2 separate regions of the Mus musculus genome follow, and region 2 is linked to region 1. Evidence: chromatin contacts called from public promoter capture Hi-C data. All regions are on one chromosome and are shown on one strand. Each heading gives the region's core, a stretch centred on a gene start, on an enhancer-like site or on the middle of the called end of the contact. The rest is flanking DNA. Distances are from core to core; before and after follow the strand shown.

Region 1 (6,265 bases), core at 3,046-5,545:
TCCTGAAAGGTGCCCTCGGACCTCTGACTCACATGCCACCCACATGCAATTAGTTAATTTTAATAATATTTTTAAAATTTTAATGATAAAGCACACTGTGAATTATAAAATGCTATATAAATTTGAGATTGTTCTCTGCCATAGACTATAAATATTTTTACCAGTAAAAAGCAACTTTGTCGCCAAGTTTTTTCTCATGGACATTTCGATCCAGCACGTTGTAGCAGATGTTTGTAGTTGCTCCTTTCATCCACTCAGTGAATATTTTCCCTTTAGTCACATCAAAGTTGTACTGGAGGAATGGGCCAGGGCATGCGGTTTTCCAGTAAAATTCCTTGGCAATGTTTCCCCAAAACTCTGCAACAAAAAGAGATGTCCACATATCCCTAAGTACCAAACATATTTATCATTAAATGCATTACTAGTACATGTACAGGACCAAGTTACAATCACCCTGTCCTAGGACTCATTATTTGTCGACCCTAGTCATCTATTATTCTCGCACCTACAGGCTATTCCCAAATGTTGATCCAAATTATTCCTTGTATACTCAAAGCTAACTATCCAGAGCCAAGAGTGTTGCCACATGCCTATTATGATCCAAGCACCTGGGAGGTAGAGGCAGAATTATCAGGAGTTCAAGATCAGTCTTTACACAGGGAGTTCAAAGCCAGCATGCGCTATGAGACTTTGTTTCTAGCACACACACACACATTCAAAAGCATCTATTCAGATTTTACCACCTATTTAAATCATATCCACGTAGTACCTAGCACAATGACCAGTATCCAGTAGTCAATCAACAACAAAAAATAAATAAATTCTTTACCCATAAAGTCTTCCACAATCATCTCTTTGCTTAGTTTGTTCATTATTTCTTAGTTATTGTTTATTGAGCATTTCCTCTTATAACTACTTATACAAGTATGATTTTGCAGGTTACTAAGTCAAGACTTGAATTTCCCTGAGAAGACATTCTCACTAATTTCCAAAAGATAGGTATATATTTAACTCTGGAAACAAATGAAAATTGTATGAGAGGAAACCAAGTGAGATTTGAAACTATTTTATGATTTGAGGCTGAAACACTGAAAATAATGAAAATATCAGCAGAAATTAATTCACAATTTGGCATAGTGGGACTAGATAATATAATTGAAAGCTAAATCACATGGTATGCCACCTTTCAATCTATTAAGGAAATAAAAATTAAATAAACCCAAGGTGCTACTGAATGTATACCTATAAGACAAGATTTTTTAAAAATTTAACCCTATGCTTGGCTATGTGAGGTTTGTCTAGGGAATCAAATACTTTAAATACTTTTATATATCAACAACACTGTAACAAATGTCTAACAAAGAGAAGTTATAAAACTTTTTAGAATATTTATTTGATATATATATATCAAGAAAATAACCCCAAAGAGGGAAGAAGGCATTACCAGAAAGGTTTTTATAGCAACACTACAATAGTGAAACTAGAAAAGGGTACAATAATGTAGGCCTGTAATCCTACTGCTTAGAAGGTAGAGCCAGAGAATCAGGAGTTCAAAGCCAGCCTTAGCTAACATGAAATTTGAGGCCAGCCTGGGCTACATGAAACACCGACTATAAGGAATTCATAAACAATAAATCTAGGGCTGGAGAAATAGTTCAGTTTGTAACGTGACTGCCACACAAGCACGAGGATCTGGAATATGGCCACTCATTTGTCATTCTAGTGCTTTGAGGGCAGAGACAGGTAGATCTCTGGGGCTTGCTGAGCCACCAAAGTTGTCCTCTAGTCAACACACACACACACACACACACACACACACACACACACACACCTTAAAATAAACTCCAAAGTCCAACAATTAAAAAGTGGTAAAAACTAGTAATTATATATGTACATGGTCTCTCTCTATATATAAATTGTAATATAATAAAATACTGAGTGACCATTTTTTAAAGAAGCCAGCCGGGACTATGATCTAAGACCTTCACACATACACAGATGCACAGAACGATTTTTACAATGACATATGAAAGCGGTGTTCCCAGAATATCAGCCTCCTGGTTTTAGATAAGTCTACTGGAACAACTGAAGGTGTTAAGACTAGGGAGGAGGGGACAAATTAGGAGACTGCTTTCTGCTTTCTTGATTAAGGTATCTATGTGAATGGAAGAAAGGGTCAGTCTGAGAGAGATTTTTAAGTAGTATTGACAGAATTTGGTGAAACACAAGTTGTGGAGTCTGAGAATAGCATAATATTCAGAGTATAGGTTCTCCAGTCAAGGTGATGTTGGTTTAAATCCTAACTCCATGAAAGCCTTGCTTTAGGACCTTGTGTACGTCAGTCTTTCTAAGCTTCAGTTTCCTTCTCTGTAAAATGTGGGTTGTACCTACATCAAATCAAACTGAAATACTGCTTAGTAAACAATAATAATTCATAAGGTGTAAAAGTGATATGAGAAGATGATGATAGAAGAAATTTATAGTTTAGGATAATGCCATTGACACTACCAGAAAATTAGGGCAAGAAAGAAAAGAATAAATTGGGGAAGAAAGCAGATTTGTAAACCTTACTCACAGACTTGTTTTGCTCAGTATAACATCATCAAAGTGTGTGAAATTAAAAAAAAAGTGTGTGAAATACAAATAAATTGTCTATAGTCCTGTGAAACTTGGGAACAAAATGTAAGTGAAAATCACGGTGTGAGGCTATATACATGGAAGAGGAATTACTGTGTAGTGCTAGCTTACCCCAGGGAAATAGATGTAAGTCGCAATAGAAGAAAATACACAGAAAGAGAATGGAAAAGACACCCGAGGACTCAAAGTTGGACACTACTTGTAGCAATGAACAACTTCGCAATTGATTCGATAATGTTTTGCATTGTTCAGTATCTGCCTCATCCACATTGTTCTTAAACATTTAAATCATTACTTATTTAATGTCTGCTGGGTATCAACTATTCGATAATGGACCCTTTTATTACCCACTTTGGACTTTTTAATTTATGAATCTAGTGTTAGCTTTCCTATCTTAGAGATGAATACATTCAATATAAGTTTTTAAATCTGCCTAAGACTGCAAGCAAAGCTATGTATGTATTTTTCGGGCAGGATTTGTGGCTTGTGTTTACCTTACTACCAAATATCATGCTCCCTCTCAGCCAGGACGTGGTGGTAGGCCAGAGTCTCACTATGGAGCCGTGGCTGTTCTGGAACTACCTACGTAGAGCAGGCTGGCCTTGAACTTACAAAGACCTGCCTCTGCCTCCCCAGTGCACGGGATTAAAGGCCTGGCCAGATCGTGGTTTTGCACCCTAAACTGTCCTGACACTTAAGAACGTGTCAAGGCATAGAATTGTCTCTCAGACTCTGAGTTACTAGAATTTAGATCCAATTTTGGTTTTTTTAAGCAAAAAAACAAAACAAAACAAAACAAAACAAAACAAAACAAACAGGCTTGGTGGTAAACCTCACTCCGTCTTGTTTTGTTCACTATACCATCAAAACAACCAAAGCATCGGCATACTGACAACTCGTACAGTTGTGTATTGGGATTGCTGTCATTTTACACAGAGGCAGGACTCCTAGATGGGAAACAGACTTGCACTGACGCTGAGCAAAACGAGATGGGTGCATTCGTTAAAGGTCTGAGGGAGGCATGGTTGAATTGGAGGCAAAGGTGATTCTCTTCAGGGCTCTCCTTCCCTCAAGGTTCACCCTTGCTCCTTGGAGCCCTTCCTTTCACCTCGAGGGCTCTCTCAGGGAACTTTCTCCTCACCGATCCCCGCTTCTTCTCACGGAACCCGCATCTCCTCGTGAAAACTCGCATCTCCCAAAACTGCCAAGTCGCCAGAGAGTGCCCCAACTTCTAGGAAGTCTCGCCTCACAGATGCCTCCTTCTTCTCACAGAACGCCATCTCTTTCGAATCCCTTTTCCATGTCCCTCAGGGACCCTCCATCTCCTCCCTTTCTAACGGAGCTCGGTAAATCTCCCTCGGACTCCCGCTCCTCTGCTCACTGGCGCCCCCAAGAGTCGCTCGGGCCCAGCCTCACCCCGTGGCTCCTCCACAGAACGCCGGTGCAGCTCGCGGTAGCGCTGCAGAGAGGGGACGTGCGCCGAGCGTCTGACCTCCGGCGGCGGGGACCAACCCCGCACCCGGCCCTCGGCGCCGGTCTCCTCACGAGCCCGGCTTCCACTGCCGCTCTTGCGCCGCTCCTCGGGAAGCCCCATCGCATCAAGTTCCGAACACCTTGTCCGCCGTTGCGGTCGCTGCGGGTGCCGGGGCGGGGAAAACAGGTCGACCCTAGAGGCGGGGCCTCGGGTGAGGGCGGAGCCTGAGGCTAGAGGCCGTGCTCTAGGCATCCAATAGTGGGTAGGGCCGTGCGTGAAGGGGCGGGGTCAGCAAAAACCGCTGAAGACAAGGGGTAAGGGCGGAGCTGTCTTGCCGGAAGGGGTGGAGCCGTAGTGAAAGCAGAAGGAATGGTCAGGGAATGACAGGAGAGGGGTGGGGCCTTGGAATGACAGTGGAGGGGCGGGGCCAGAGGTGACAGGCGAGGAGGCGGGCCCGTGGAGTGATGGGGTGTAGCCCGGCTGGATGTGACACGAGAGGAGGCAAGGCTGTGGAGTGACCAAGTTAGGGTCTTGGAGTGACAAGGGTTGGGTTACGGCGCCGCGCAGCTTGAGACATGAAAGGCTGGCTAATAAGAGGCATTGTGTCATCCGTTGTGCAATTACCGTGGTCTGATTGCGTGATCCTGTCACTCCAGAGTTGGATAGCCAAGTGCAGTACAGTTCCTTCTGGGTGACACTCCACAGTCTCCCACCGAACAGCACCCCTATTCCGTTCCCATGGAAAAATTCCTCCGCGACCTTGAGGGCACAGATCCCCAATATGAACCTTCCTGCTAACTCGTTCTGATTCTCTCCCACCTCTTAGGACATGTCATTCTTTTTGCCTCCATAAATCTCCATCCTGATGTAAAGTACAAGACTCTTAAGTGAAGACGAGGAGGATCCTTCAGATATTGGCTCCAAACGCACAAATTCTCTTAGCACTAAAGGTAAATTCAGAAAAGGAAGGGAAATGTCACAAAGTCGGGGAGCAGATAAAGATCAAGTTATGGTCAGATCTGAGTTCTTGTATTGTTTGTTTTTACTAACATAAACAGAAAGCCAGATCTTAAAATACAAGGTCTATGCAATATAAAATAATACAAGTATAAAGAGGAAAAATTACATTCTTTAATTCACCTAAGTACACACCTATCTGCCACAAATTGAGTTTACTTCCCTCTGGCGTCCCTCTATCCTCTTCACCCAAAAGGAAGCCGAGCAGGACACCCTCCACTTCCTTCCTACAGTTATCACCAAGGACTACCTCATCTTACAATTCAGACTGTCAAAACAAGGATCTTTAATTATTTAGCTACAAGAGTGAATCTGAGGTCTGAAGCAGCCAGCTCCTGCCATTTAATGTCTACTTAGGGCTTGTGACCCATCAACTCACCTGCTACACTGATCTTTGTCCAACTGACCATATGCTTAGCCCACCCTAAACTGAAAAACACATGCTCAGACATATGATCCAGAGCCAACCCAATCCTGAGGGGAGGTTTTAAGGCTCACTAAGCACATACAGACCTTGTAGAATAGACAAGGGTCTCAGCGAGGGAACAGATACTTTCTCAAGGAGACATCAACCCCTCTGAACAAATACACACTTCATTGAAATTGCACAAACTATATTAAGAAGGCAGAGCTTTTTCTGGAGGTCTCAGACCCCTCGGAAAAGCCCTGCTTATAGGATGCAGATGGCATTACCAGGCTAAGAAACAGGCTTTCCTCTAGGAGATAAAGACTTCACTAAAGATATCTGAACCCCGATGAGAGGGTTCAGTCCTCACTGAGGGCCTTCTACATACACTGACGGAGTGGACAGCACTCAGGCCACACAGATCTCATTGGCGACAAAACTCTCATTGGAATAGAAGGAGTCACAGAAACAATGATCGCTATAGACTCCAACAATAAGAACCTCTGTATGGGGAAGAAGGCATAAATAAGTTTGCCTATTGATCTGAAGACCACCATCCCTTATTCCCAATTCCACTGCCCAGCTCTGACCCTCCATTCTTCCTAAACCTTTCTCCTGCAACTGTTCCCTATCTACTGCTGCCCCCTGCTGTCTATAAGTAGCACTGCAGCTCCATGATCCATGGTAAATGCTAAAACAGTTCAAGTCACACTGAGCCTGGAGCCAGGGAC
Region 2 (6,200 bases), core at 3,314-5,813, 590 kb before region 1:
CATGTTTCTTCCTTTAGAAAACTTCAATATCTCCATGTGTCCATTGACACATGTTCTGGCATCATGTTTGCTTCTCCGTTAACCGGAAAAAAAGCCTCACATATGATTCAACATTGCCTTGAGACATGGAGTGCTTGGGGGAAACCCAAACTCCTTAAGACTGATAATGGACCAGCTTATACGTCTCAAAAATTTCAGCAGTTCTGCCGTAAGATGGACGTAACCCACCTGACTGGACTTCCATACAACCCTCAAGGACAGGGTATTGTTGAGCGTGCGCATCGCACCCTCAAAGCCTATCTTATAAAACAGAAGAGGGGAATTGAAGAGATTTTACCCCGAGCACCAAGAGTGTCTGTGTCTATGGCACTCTTTACACTCAATTTTTTAAATATTGATGCTCATGGCCATACTGCGACTAAACGTCATTGTACAGAGCCAGATAGGCCCAATGAGATGGTTAAATGGAAAAATGTCCTTGATAATAAATGGTATGGCCTGGATCCTATTTTGATAAGATCCAGGGGAGCTATCTGTGTTTTCCCACAGAATGAAGACAACCCATTTTGGATACCAGAAAGACTCACCCGAAAAATCCAGACTGACCAAGGGAATACTGATGTCCCTCGTCTTGGTGATGTCCAGGGCGTCAATAATAAAGAGAGAGCAGCGTTGGGGGATAATGTCGACATTTCCACTCCCAATGACGGTGATGTATAATGCTCAAGTATTCTCCTGCCTTTTTACACTAACTAGGAACTGGGTTTAGCCTTGATTCAGACAGCCTTGGCTCTGTCTGGACAGGTCCAGACAACTGACACCATTAACACTTTGTCAGCCTCAGTGACTACAGTCATAGATAAACAGGCCTCAGCTAATGTCAAGATACAGGGAGGTCTCATGCTGGTTAATCAACTCATAGATCTTGTCTAGGAACAACTAGATGTATTATGGCAAATAGCTCAGCTGGGGTGTAAACAAAAGTTTCCGAGATTGTGTGTTACTTCCATTCAGTATGAGAAATTTACTAGGACAGCTAATTTGTCAAAAAGTCTTTTTCAGTATATGTTACAGAATTGGACGGCTGAATTTGAACAGATCCTTCGAGAATTGAGACTTCAGGTCAACTCCACGCGCTTGGACCTGTCCCTGACCAAAAGATTACCCAATTGGATCTCCTCAGCATTTCCCTTCTTTAAAGAATGGGTGGGATTAATATTATTTGGAGATACACTTTGCTGTGGATTAGTGTTGCTTCTTTGATTGGTCTGTAAGCTTAAGGCCCAAACTAGGAGAGACAAGGTGGTTATTGCCCAGGCGCTTACAGGACTAGAACATGGAGCTTCCCCTGATATATCTATGCTTAGGCAATAGGTCGCTGGCCACTCAGCTCTTACATCTCACGAGGCTAGACTCATTGCACGGGATAGAGTGAGTGTGCTTCAGCAGCCCGAGAGAGTTGCACGGCTAAGCACTGCAGTAGAAAGGCTCTACGGCATATATGAGCCTATTCTAGGGAGACATGTCATCTTTCAAGAAGGTTGAGTGTCCAAGTGTCCTTCTCTCCAGGCAAAACGACACGGGAGCAGGTCAGGGTTGCTCTGGGTAAAAGCCTGTGAGCCTAAGAGCTAATCCTGTACATGGCTCCTTTACCTACACACTGGGGATTTGACCTCTATCTCCACTCTCATTAGTTGGGTGGCCTATTTGCTCTTATTAAAAGGAAAGGGGGAGATGTTGGGAGCCGCCCCCACATTCGCCGTCACAAGATGGCGCTGACATCCTGTGTTCTAAGTGGTAAACAAATAATCTGCGCATGTGCCAAGGGTATTTTACGACTACTTGTACTCTGCTTTTCCCGTGAACGTCAGCTCGGCCATGGGCTGCAGCCAATCAGGCAGTGATGCGTCCTAGGCGAAATATAACTCTCCTAAAAAGGAGACGGGTTTCCGCCATTCTCTCTCGCTGGCATCTCTCTGGCTCTGCGCGCCCTGCGCTCTCTCGCTGCCTAAAGATGTAAACAATAGAGCGCGCTCTGCGCTTTAGCGCGCCGGAGCTCTGGCTCCTAAAGATTATTGAAGGGGCTTTCGCTTTTGGGGCTGGGGGTTTGCGCTCCTAGCTCCTGAAGATGTAAGCAATAAAGTTTTGCCGCAGAAGATTCTGGTCTGTTGTGTTCTTCCTCGTCGGGCGCGCGAACGCTATTAAGACTTACATATAATAAATAAATAAATAAATCTTAAAAAAAAATGTTGGCCTTATAAGAGTTGCCTCAGTCATAGTTTCTGTTCACAGCAGTAAATCCCTAATTAAGGCAGAAGTTGGTATTAGGTGTGGGGTATTGCTGTGATAGGCCTGACCATGTTTTTGTTGGGAGGAAGGTAGATTTTGGGGATTTGGATTTGGGAAACAGTGGAATGGTTTAAGTGGGGCTTAAAGGGCTATCCTAGGAAGAATATGGAAGACATAGGTGCTGAGGGTGATTTCAACTGTGTAGATATGGCCCAAGAGGTTTCAGTGAAGAAGAATTTCAGTATGTGGCCTAGAGACTGCTCTTGTGATATTTTGGAGAAGAATATGTCACTTTTTGCCCTTGTATGAGGAGTCTGGCTGAGGCTAAGGTAAAGGGATTTATATTAATTACATTGACAAAGGAAATCTCAAAAAAGCCCAACTTTTTTAGAGACTTTGTTCTCTGGGAAAGTCTCATGAAGAGCATTTTGAACAAGCGTAGCAAGCTTAGAAAGGAAAAAATATAAAATATCCGGTTCAGGTAGGGAAATGGAGCTGAATCCCTTGTTCAAGCAGATTAAGGGCGTGGTGACCTTGGGGCTTGGTCCTACCCAGCTAAGCTTATTGTTTATTCATTTGCCATTTAACACAGAATAGTTCTATTATATTAGGCATCATTATTACTGGGTTATTGACTTCTCTAGGACTTTTAGTCTGGAATGAACAACAATTCAGAAATGGAAGTCACAGGCTTTTGATCCTGATCTTAAGGCACAGTGACTATGAAAAGCTTAGGTCCAGACAAGGAGGTACACACCAAAATTCCAGGAGATAGAGGCAAGAAAATCTCTTTCTTTCTCTCTTTCTCTCTGTCTCTCTCCTCTCTCTCTCCATCCCTCTTATTTGCCCGCGCGCATGCGCTCTCTCTCTCTCTCTCTCTCTCTCTCTCTCTCTCTCTCTCTCTCTCTCTCTCTCTCTCTCTCGCACACACACACACACAAAATCAAGGGGCAGAGTCTGGTAGAGCCTAGGTCTCCCTGTATAATCAAATACTGGGGATTATAGGAAATATTGAAAGATATTTTACTCTTTTTATATTTATTTTTATTAATGTCTCTGTGTGAGAGTTTGTACATATTAGTGTCGCTGCCTACAGAGGCCAGAGGAGGGAGTCAGATTTGAGGCTGGAGTTACAGGAGGTTGTGAGCCACTCCATGTAGCTCATAGAATTTAAGATGCCAGGAAGAGCAGTATGAGCTTTTAACCTTTGAGACATCTCTCCAGCCCCATGGCAGAAGAATATTTTCTCTTCCTTCCTTCCTTCCTTCCTTCCTTCCTTCCTTCCTTCCTTCCTTTCTTCCTTTCTCTCTCTCTCTCTCTCTCTCTCTCTCTCTCTCTCTCTCTCTCTCTCTCTCTCTCTCTCTCTCTCTCTCTCTCTTTCTTTCTTTCTTTCTTTCTTTCTTTCTTTCTTTCTTTCTTTCTTTCTGTGTGTGTTTAAGACAGGGTTTCTCTGTGTAGTGCTGGCTGGTCTCAAACTCAGAAATCTGCCTGCCTCTGCCTCCCAAGTGCGGGGATTAGAGGCTTGTGCCACCACTGCCAAGCAGGATTATTTTCTCTTTCTTTCTTTCTTTCTTTCTTTCTTTCTTTCTTTCTTTCTTTCTTTCTTTCTTTCTTTCTTTCTTTCTTTCTTTCTTTCTTTCTTTCTTTCTTTCTCTTCCTTCCTTCCTTCCTTTTTCTTTCTTTCTTTCTTTCTTTTCTTTCTCTCTCTTTCTTTCTCTTTCTTTCTTTCTTTCTTTCTTTCTTTCTTTCTTTCTTTCTTTCTTTCTTTCTTTCTTTCTTTCTTTCTTTCTTTCTTTCTTTCTTTCTTTCTTTCTTTCTTTCTTTCTTTCTTTCTTTCTTTCTTTCTTTCTTTCTTTTTTGGTTTTTCGAGACAGGGTTTCTCTGTATAGTCCTGGCTGTCCTGGAACTCACTCTGTAGCCCAGGCTGGCCTCGAACTCAGAATTCGCCTGCCTCTGCCTCCCATTTTTTTTTTTTTCAATAGTCAAAAAAAGGTTCAAGCTTTTGCTTCTTGGTGCGTTTAATCCTCAAGACAGTTCTGCAGTGAAGGCATTGTTTTTCTCCCTTCACGGGGGTCTCCAAGAGCCAAAGGAGCCTGTACTTTAAAAGCTCTGCAAGGAACCTTGGACAATAGCTTCAGGTCTGACTTTGCAAACAGCTACTAAAATACCGGGTTCACCACAAATACCTGCAACTTCCGAGCTTTTGCCCCCACCCCAAATCCTCAGCGCGCCTGCGTCTCCCATCAGGTGACGTCGGCAGCGGCGCCCCGCCTACTCCGGGAACGCGGAGCGCCGGAGCGGGCGGGCGGCCATTTTGTGAAGCGGCTGTGGAGGTGTTGGCTGCAGTGGGCTCCGGGAAAGCCGTTCGGGCTGGGGCTGTCGGCCGCAGGGCTGAGGCACTCGCGCGGGGGGTAACTCGGGTCTGGGTTCTGGTGCCGCGCAAGCTCTCCCCGGTAAGACTCCCGCAGCCCCGGAACGGGCGGGGCTGTGCGGGGCTCGAGCCGCCTCCTTGGTGCCTCGGGGCGGGGCCTTCCCAGGCCTCGGAGCCCGCGGCCGCGAGCGCCCAACACAAAGGGTCGCGGCGGGGCTGCGGGGGTCCTGGGGCGCCGCTCACGCTCCGGGGCCTCCGAGGATGCGAAAGGTGGAGTCTGCGTGCCGAAGTGGGAGCAGGGCCTTAGCGGGGATGCCCGGTGGTCCTGAGAGGGGAAGCGGCCAGCATCGGGTGGCCTCGCGGCCTGCGAACTACCGGGTCGGGGGGGGGGGGATTGCGATGAAAACGCCTGCACGCTTAGTGGGGAAGGCTTCGTTGGCTTTAAGCGGGAACGAGGTTTTAACTCTCACCTCTGCCCCGAAGTGAAGAGGTCCTAGTGGCCTATGACCTGCAAAAGTGGACTACACTAGGGACATTCCTATGGGGAGGAAAGGTGTCCTGGGAGGCTGGGAACCGGTCGCTTTTAGGGCCTGGAGGTGCAGGGATTGCAGTGTATAGCTTCCTAGGTCTAGCGCTGAGGAGGGGCTTCCTAAGTGTAGGTGATTGGAGCCGCCCTGTAGGTCGGAGAGGCTTGAAGAATTGTAGCTAGGATGGCTGGTCCTTGATTCCCAACTAGGGGAGGGGCTGCTATCTGCAGCACCTTTGGGAGTTGGAGGAAGGAGGGTGGGTGTCTTAGATAGCTTACTTACTGTCTGAAGGTTGGCGGCGCCACTTTGCAGCCGCGTAAAATAGAAGGAAAGGCATTTTAAAGATCTACAGGTTAGTATTGGGGTATGGACTAACGTAGCAGGTTGGAGTGCCCGTGTTAGTAAGCGAGTTAGTAACCTAAGTGTGTGTTTTATTGGAAGTTCTAAGGAGTCCCCTGTGGTTTATTCAAGTGCTAAAGATCCATTCATTCTGGTAGATAAAGTTGCGAATTACAGGCTGTGTTGCAGAAGTATTCTGGGTCCTAAAGCCTTCTTGGCTCCTAGATTCCGAGATGACTGAGTGTGTGCAGTTGGCAGAAACCATTTTATTGTGTACGTTAAGATTTAAGTTGATGCGAATCTTATTATATGACTTGGTGGGAAAAAACTAGGATGGATGGCAACTCAAGGGAGAGACTATTTCTTTCAGGGCTTTTTGGATAGTTTGAGCTGTAATTTTTGGTGAACTTCAGTCTTAGAAACAAAAATTGTCCGGGACCTTGTTAACCATTGTATACTGTTAAAATGTTAAAGAGCGTTTGCAGTTGGAAAAAAATCCTACAAAAAAATCTTTATTTAAAAAAAATAGGTAAATAAAACTGATGTACTTGTTTTTGAAACTTGTTGCTTTTGATGAGATGGAGACTTTTGGATTTGTAGAAAGTGATTGTGGAAGAACTGTTCACATAACTTCGAATATAATTTTGGAAGGAAATGAAATGTTTGTGTTTAGG

Evidence for each region. Promoter capture Hi-C pulls out the DNA fragments that hold promoters and counts their contacts.
Region 2: a promoter capture Hi-C map of hippocampal neurons shows a contact between it and region 1, with 3 times the contacts expected there. The contact joins the promoter of Cpne1 here to the promoter of Acss2 in region 1. A contact is called at or near these places in 4 of 39 promoter capture datasets (cranial neural crest, hippocampal neurons and liver).

What each region holds. Positions count from the first base shown.
Region 1 is chr2:155,516,073-155,522,337 of GRCm38.p6, reverse strand. Acss2 (acyl-CoA synthetase short-chain family member 2) reads right to left here and starts at 4,295. Exons shown (of 18, transcript NM_019811.3): 1 at 4,054-4,295; 2 at 162-357. The coding sequence starts at 4,231.
Region 2 is chr2:156,110,328-156,116,527 of GRCm38.p6, reverse strand. Cpne1 (copine I) reads left to right here and starts at 4,563. Exons shown (of 16, transcript NM_170590.3): 1 at 4,563-4,742. It overlaps Rbm12 (RNA binding motif protein 12), which reads left to right and starts at 4,563. Exons shown (of 3, transcript NM_029397.3): 1 at 4,563-4,742.